Regions from separate parts of the Rattus norvegicus genome. Here region 1 is linked to region 2. Evidence: chromatin contacts called from public Hi-C data. All regions are on one chromosome and are shown on one strand. The core of a region is the stretch at or near the end of the contact, and the rest is flanking DNA. Distances in the headings are between cores, read along the strand shown. Region 1 holds the start of Phf8 (PHD finger protein 8). Region 2 holds the start of Fam120c (family with sequence similarity 120 member C).

Evidence for each region. Hi-C and Micro-C count contacts between places; a contact is called where the count stands out from the background.
Region 1: a Hi-C map of frontal cortex shows a contact between it and region 2, with 4 times the contacts expected there. The contact joins the promoter of Phf8 here to the promoter of Fam120c in region 2. A contact is called at or near these places in 2 of 12 Hi-C or Micro-C datasets (frontal cortex and mammary epithelial cells).

The regions. Positions count from the first base shown.
Region 1 is chrX:23,966,034-23,969,614 of GRCr8, forward strand. It overlaps Phf8 (PHD finger protein 8), which reads left to right and starts at 1,545. Exons shown (of 22, transcript NM_001108253.1): 1 at 1,545-1,683; 2 at 2,734-2,928. The coding sequence starts at 2,831.
Region 2 is chrX:23,766,022-23,769,521 of GRCr8, forward strand. Fam120c (family with sequence similarity 120 member C) reads left to right here and starts at 1,544. Exons shown (of 16, transcript NM_001427708.1): 1 at 1,544-2,254. The coding sequence starts at 1,571.

The sequences.
Region 1 (3,581 bases), core at 295-2,794, 200 kb after region 2:
TTTTTTTTTTACGTGCATTGGTGTTTTACCTGCACATGTATCTTGTGTGAGGGTGTCAGAACCCCTAGAACTGGAGTTACAGACAGCTGTGAGCTGCCATGTGGATACTGGGAATTGAACCAGGGACCTCTGGAAGAACAGCCAGTGCTCCTAACCTCTGAGCCATTTCCCCGGCTCCAGAAAACAATTTTTTTTAAATACATTTTCTTCTATAAAGTAATGAGATTCTCTAAGAAAGTGAGAAGTAGGGATATTTCATTAATGTCTGAAGAAAAAGAAACAGTGCCATCTTAAAGCATACTATTTTCAGTTAGAAAATCCTGGTACAGATATATGGAAAGCCTTGACTGATTTTGCTTCTTATAGAATTGAACCTGCAAGGTCCGTGACTAGAGCCTGGGAAGAGCCTCACAACTCAGTGTGGGAGAAATTAGATGCTGTCTTTTTTTTTCATTTTCCAGGATCTCAAATCATTTGCCTTCTCTAAACCTGTTTTTTCATTTGGTGATAATCACAGATTTTTTTCTTCCACAGGGTTAAGAGTAAATGATATTCCAACCATGGAAAATGGATCTCATCCACTAAAAGTGCTCGATGTACATGAGCTGTAGGGAGTATTTTGTCTCTTTCCCAAGGCTGAAACCCGCCCCCGCAGCCCTATGTATCAATTTTGCAGTTTGGAGCCACGGGCTTCACCTCCTCTCAGAGGAGGAGACGAGGGAGGGGCAGCGAGTGTTAGGAGGGAGGGAGGAGGAAGGTGCGGGGGTTTTCTTTTTTTTTTTTTCTTTTTTTTGTTTTTTTAAACTCCCGTGTTTACCCAGGGTTACGGAAGACTTGGGGTTCCAGGCCCCACTCAAAATGGAGCCAAACTACCGCCTCGCCTAAGATGGCGGCTTCCCCGCCTATCAGCTCAAGGTCTCAAGCACAATTGGGCCACCTAGCAGAGGCTCACATCCTAGGCTCTCTCAAGGTGTCGCCCCGCCCCATGACGTCACGCAAGAGTTGCGGGCTTGATGTTCCGGGCTCCACCTTCACCTCTAGTGCCCGAGCCTCATAAGATGGCGGCAAGCTTGTCTCCTCACAGAACGCCGCCACTCTCAATATGGTAGCTGTTTACCATATTTCTCCACCCCTCTCCGCTTCAGCTTCCTCGTGATTTTGAATAAACTTTATTGATTGCTTTGAATCTCCTACATCCCCCCTATTATTGGGTTCTGGCGACCTCTCAAGCAGTCTTTGCAGACCCGGCGAGCCTATCTCGTGAAGAGGGCAGCGACAAAGCCGCTTGCCAGTGCGCCCGGCGGCCCCGCCCCCTCGGCTTAGCCCTCGGTCTCTAGAAGGCTCTAAAGGGCCAGACTGTGGGGGGTTGGGGGGGGAGACTGTGGTGAACGCTGCCCTAAAGCCCGGTCAGACCACGGGCACTGCGTGACGCGGCATGTGGTTTCTAGGAGAAGGCAAGTAAGCTTCACAGTTTTGCAGCGGCAATCCCAGAATTCACCGCGCGCCGCCTCGGGCCGGAACTGCCCGAATAGCCTCTGCTTAGCGCAGAGCTGTGTTGCCCCGGAGCGAGCCTAGCCGCTGGCGAGTCTCTGGGGCTGAGCTCTGCGCCCTGAGGAGTTCCCCCTGCAGCCTCGGGCATGAAGAGATCTTTGTAGCGTTTGGGACCGTGGACGTTTTTATCAGGTTTGGGGCGTAAAAAGGTTCCTGTCAGTGGGGGAGGCGTAAAGAGATCCTCGTAAGTTTTGGGGGCTACGAGCAAGATAGATTCTTATTTCAGACGAGACGTCTGTCAGGTGTGGGGAACAGCAGAACCCTCGGCAGTCTGAGGGGATTGCAAAGCAATGCCTGCCATTTGGAGGTGTGGAAGGAAAAAAAATCTTCGCTTAGTTTCGCGGGTGTGAGGAAATTCTAGTCAGTTTACTGGGGCTTCGAAGAGATCCTTTTTAGTGTCAGGGGTGAGATGAGCACCCTGTCAGCTTTGGAGTGGAGGACGAAATTGCGGTTTATTTCATTTTGGAGCATAATGAGACTCCTTACTGCTCAGGAAGGAATGATACTGAGAATGACGAAAAGGATAATTTAAACTCTCCGAACGCAATCCCAGAACTGTGATTTGAGTTGGGTGCTTAGTCTTGTTTTCTTGTTCCTGAAGGCTTTGGGGGGGGGGGGTGAGGCAATTCGGAATAACCTGCGGAGACTTAGAGGGATTTCCGCATCTCTGCCTCTTCCTATTTTGGGGGGCTAGAGAGGGTCTCTGGTCTCTTCCTCAGCTTCCCTCTTCCCAGCCTCATCTTTTATGCCGCGGTTTGCGTCATAATAAAGGGAGCTGAGTCCTGGGAAGCAAGAGAGCAGTGAAGAGAGGGGTTCAGTGAGGGATTAAAGAAGCTTCCCGAAGGCTTTCAAGATATTTACATGAAACCCGGAAAGAAGTTGTCACTGACTTCAGGGCCAAAGAAGGTAGGGGTCTGGGGGAGGCGTTTGGAAGGCAGGGCAGAGCAGAAAGCAGAACGTTCTTTCTGTTCTTTCCAAGTGAAAGAAATCCTGAAGGGTGGGTGGACTTTCTCCACTTAACTCCTGCACTCTCACCAGCTGTGTTGAGTCCTGGCTTGGTTACTCCCTTTTTCAGAACTGGAGGTTGGTACCCAGGGGGTGGGGTGGGGGCGGAGACACGGAACGATTTGGAAACCTGGGGCCGGAGGAGTCACTTTGTAAAGAAGTGTTGTTTGTGTCTAGCCATCGTCTAGGGAAGGCGGCTTGCTTGTTGCTGCCTTTCTGACCCTGTAAAGCTTCAAAACTGGCACGGCGCAAAACGATCCAACCCCCTGTGAAGATGGCCTCGGTGCCTGTGTATTGCCTCTGTCGACTGCCTTACGATGTGACCCGCTTCATGATCGAGTGTGACATGTGCCAGGACTGGTTTCACGGCAGGTAAGAAGGGCAGGCCAGGCTGCTCAGGGTGCGTTGGCCAGGTGTGTTGTTTTCTCTTGCTCTCTCCTCCTCTCAGCCCTGTTTTCTACCTACTGCTCAGAAACTAGCCCCTCTCTCAATTTACTAGACTTAGGTTTTTCTATCCCTCTTCCGCGGACTAGGTCCTAGCTGGTTTCTCTCGTTTTCCTATATGTATTTATTGTACTATGTGTGTATATACGAATATAAATATATAAATATATCTATATATGCATGCATATTTGATTTTGTAGCTGTGTTCTAGCTACAAAGAAAGTATATGGTTGTGTTTTTCCGCATGTCCTGACTTTGGGGGAGTCAGTACTGTATTTTTGAGATATCCGAGTCCAAGAACATGGATTTCTTTGTAACTTACTATCAGTGGCCTTGGCCAAGTTGCTTTTGCTTTTGTGAGCCTCACTTACAAATCAATACCTCTTTCATAGCTGTAAAACAGTTTGCTTGCATTCTATAAATGGAGGCAGAACTGGAATAATATTTTATTTCTGTGCTGTCTGCAGGGCCATCTAACTAAATTAAAATAAAAAGACATAGGGTAAAACAGTAGGACAAATGCACCTGTCACTCAGGTTTCCAGTGAGGTTATTGTATGTAATAAAAATCAAAATGTTATC
Region 2 (3,500 bases), core at 294-2,793:
GCTTCTTTGAAATCACTGGGTAGCCTAGGTTGACCTGAAACTTAAGGTGATTGTCCTATTTTAACCTCTTGAGTGCTGGAATTGCAGGCACATACCACCATACCTAAGACAACAGCTTCTGCAGTAACCCTATCAATTTAACAATGAGAGGGCTAATTTCTAGGACAGGGATGCTGGGCAAACTCTCTAGTAAGCACATTTTACTGAAAGCATCTATTCCCTCCATCTTTCATCCCTTCCTTCCCCTTCATGTTGTCCTCCCATCCCTGCCACTCTAGACCTTATGACAAACCCCTTTCTAGAATTTGCAACCAGTTTGCATTTCCATCCTAACAGACCAGTCTGATGCCATTCCTGAGGTTCTGCCCTTTTGTGTTCTGCAGATCTTATTTTCTGCTGTATTCTGGCTGAAGGACTGAGCCCTAAAAGCTTGACAGAAGAAGGCTCTACATGGATTTCATTGGAGAAGCATGCTGAAACGTACTCTTCAAAAGACTGTGATCAAATTAGAAGCTTTGCAGCTATTTTGAATTGCTCCCACATGGGCAAATTTACTAGGTTGGAAAACAAATCACCTAACCATATTCATAGCTGAGTACCAATAAGGTCCAAGTTGTAGTTGAATTTGAGCGAGTGTTTAATCTCCCTGACCAGAGATCCTGAGGCAACTTAGAGTCGATTTTAGTTTGTCTATGCATTCATTGTATTAAATAAATGTTTTTACCATTCGTAAGGGGGACAACTCTTCAAAGTATGACAGTAGCTAAAATCAAGTGGATTGATACAGAAATGGTAGTGGTTGTTATGCTTCACATGTGTTCTTTTCCATTCATTTAATGTTGTGCATATTATCTTTTCTATGGAAGGGAAATTTCTCCCTCTCAAGGAACTTTAGCTCACTTTAGCCAAATTCTACCAATCCACAGTACTTCCTTTCCCATGATGCATCAGCTCCATTCCTTTCCCTGGGAATGGTGGTGTAATATCCTGAGGCAACTCGGTTGGATACTAAGAGTTCTGGTGTAAATCCTATACACACATTTTCATGCCTTGCTTCTTCTGACACTTACGAACATCAAGGCCTGACAGGAGTGATCCTCTGGTTCGAAGACTAGATCCTGAGGCTATCCAGGAAAAGACTACAACTCCCAGGATGCTCATCCGCCCCGCCCCTGCACCCCTCCCCCAGCTAGAAAGCGAGTATCACAGAGAAGACGAGGCAACATGGCTCCCGGAGGTGGAAGGCAGAGGCTTCACCCCCTTTGAAGAGGTGAAGAAGAGCAGCGGAGGGGAACGGGAAAAGAGAAGTGACTACGATTTGTCATCGCTTTTATCTTCCCAGCCTCTTCTGAGTCTGGTCAGCCTCACCTCTGCTCTCCATCCGCACCCAGTCTGTGGTCTCCTCCCCTCCCCGCCCACGTTCCCTCGCCCCTCCCGCTCTCGAACCCTCTCCCCGCCCCCCTCGCCCCTACCCCCCGCGGAGTGCGCACGCGCCCGCCTCCAGCTTCGCGCGGGGATCGCCGCCTGGCTCGCTTGCGCAGCCGCTGTTTCTTCTGCCCACGGAGGAAGCATGGGCGTCCAGGGCTTCCAAGAGTTCCTGGAGAAGCGCTGTCCCGGGGCTGTGGTGCCTGTGGACCTCCTCAAACTCGCGCGCACCGTCTCGCGCCAGCAGCAGCAGCAGCACCTGCACCGCCAGCTGCCGCCAGCAGCCCTAGCGCCAGGGGCTCCACGCATCGCCAGGGGCTCTGCTCCTCTGCCGCCGCCGCTCCCGCCTGCTGCCTTTGGTGCTTACTCCGGGGGCGCGGGGCCGACTCGGCACCATCACCCTGCTCACCATTTCCACCACCATGGCCAAGCGCCGCCAGGGCTGCATCCGCCGCCGCCCCCTCCGCTGCCTGGGGCTCGGGTATTGGTAGACGCGGGCTCCGCGCTGCCGCGGCTCTATGGTGGCTACCAGACGGATTGGGTTTGTGGCGGCCAGTGGAATGCCATGCTGGGCTACTTGTCAGCGCTGTGCCAGGCTTGTGCCTATCCGGGCGGAGACGGCCTGGAGCTGGTGGTCATGTTCCCTGGGGGCCTGGGGAAGGACCGACTGGCGGAGTGGGGCCGTCGGTGCCAGGCGGAGCGGCAGACTGCGCAACTGATCGTGGGACACGTGGGCAACAAGGGCACCCCTCCACCGCGGGCCTGGTTCCTGCCACCTGCCTGTCTGAGCCACTGCGTGAGGCTAGCACTCATCCGCTTCCGGGTCAAGGTGAGGGAGGGGTTAGATTTTAAATGAAATGCCCCACACCTGTTCCTTCCAGACTAAACACCTAACCATGCCACCCACTCAGTCAGCTAACTTACTGGCGACCATTTCCTCCACTTGTGCCCCGTCATATGGCCTACCAATTCCCTTGCCTACGTGATTGTATCTCCCTATCCATGCCATCCCAGTAACCCCCTTTGCTTACGCAATTGGCCTACCTGTTGGTTTTAGTAGAATTGACCCAACATTTTTCCGGGGCTTCATGTTTCTCTTGCTATCATCCCCCCTCAAATATTTTTTTTTCATTTTCCAGTTGACATTCCCTCCCCTATATCTGTTTTCAACCCCGTGACAAATAAAACAGATATTAGTCGAACACCTTTGTTCTATATTTTCCCCCATTTGACACCTAGTACTTCTTTTTTACCCATCCTTTAAGTCCTTTTCATTTCAACATGCTTTTATCTTGGCATGCCTTAGCCCAAACAATTCACTGATTGACTCACTATTCAGGAAGATGAACACGCTCAGTAGGGGGTTTCAAAGATGGGGTGGTAGGGCGGGTGGGCTTTCCAAAGCCCTGAGACACCATTCTTTTCCTTGGAAGATCAGATGCGCAACATTTACTTAATGGTGTAAATATGCCTGGTGATTCTGTTTTCTGGTCAGTAAGTACAGTACGTGTTTGGGTAGGTGGGTGGGGTGATAATCTGTGGGCTAAAATGGTCCAGGGAAACTTCCAGAAAAAGATAGACCTTACCTAAGACTGCGAGAACGGGCTAAATTTGAATGGTTCATGGGTTTGGGAGGAGGTTTAATTAAAGAGGTTGAAGAAATCGGGCAGAGGCCAAAAGAAATTCCAAGTTCATGAGGCTCCATGGGTTTAAATCTAAGTCCAGCCTCTGAGTAGTTGGGCCGCTGCATATGGAGCCTGGGGAAAAGCTTGGCAGCATCCCCGGGTCTTGGCACCGCTGCTATTACGCTGTTGCTTTCCCATACTCTTAGGTTTCAAGTTGCTACGTGTAGAGAATAGCAAGGCTTGAGAAGTAAGGAGGTGGGCAGGAAAAAGGAAAAGAAAAGCGCTACAGGGTTAGGTGGGAAGAAACTGCAAACCCATTTTCTAACCAGAGTTTTGGGGGATGTCCTCTCAGAATTGGGGATTTGGGAATTCTGAAACAAAACAGGTGGCAGCTGGTGGAGTAAGGAGGGAGCAGAGCCAGAAAGATCTGCTACATAGAGAAATTTGCGA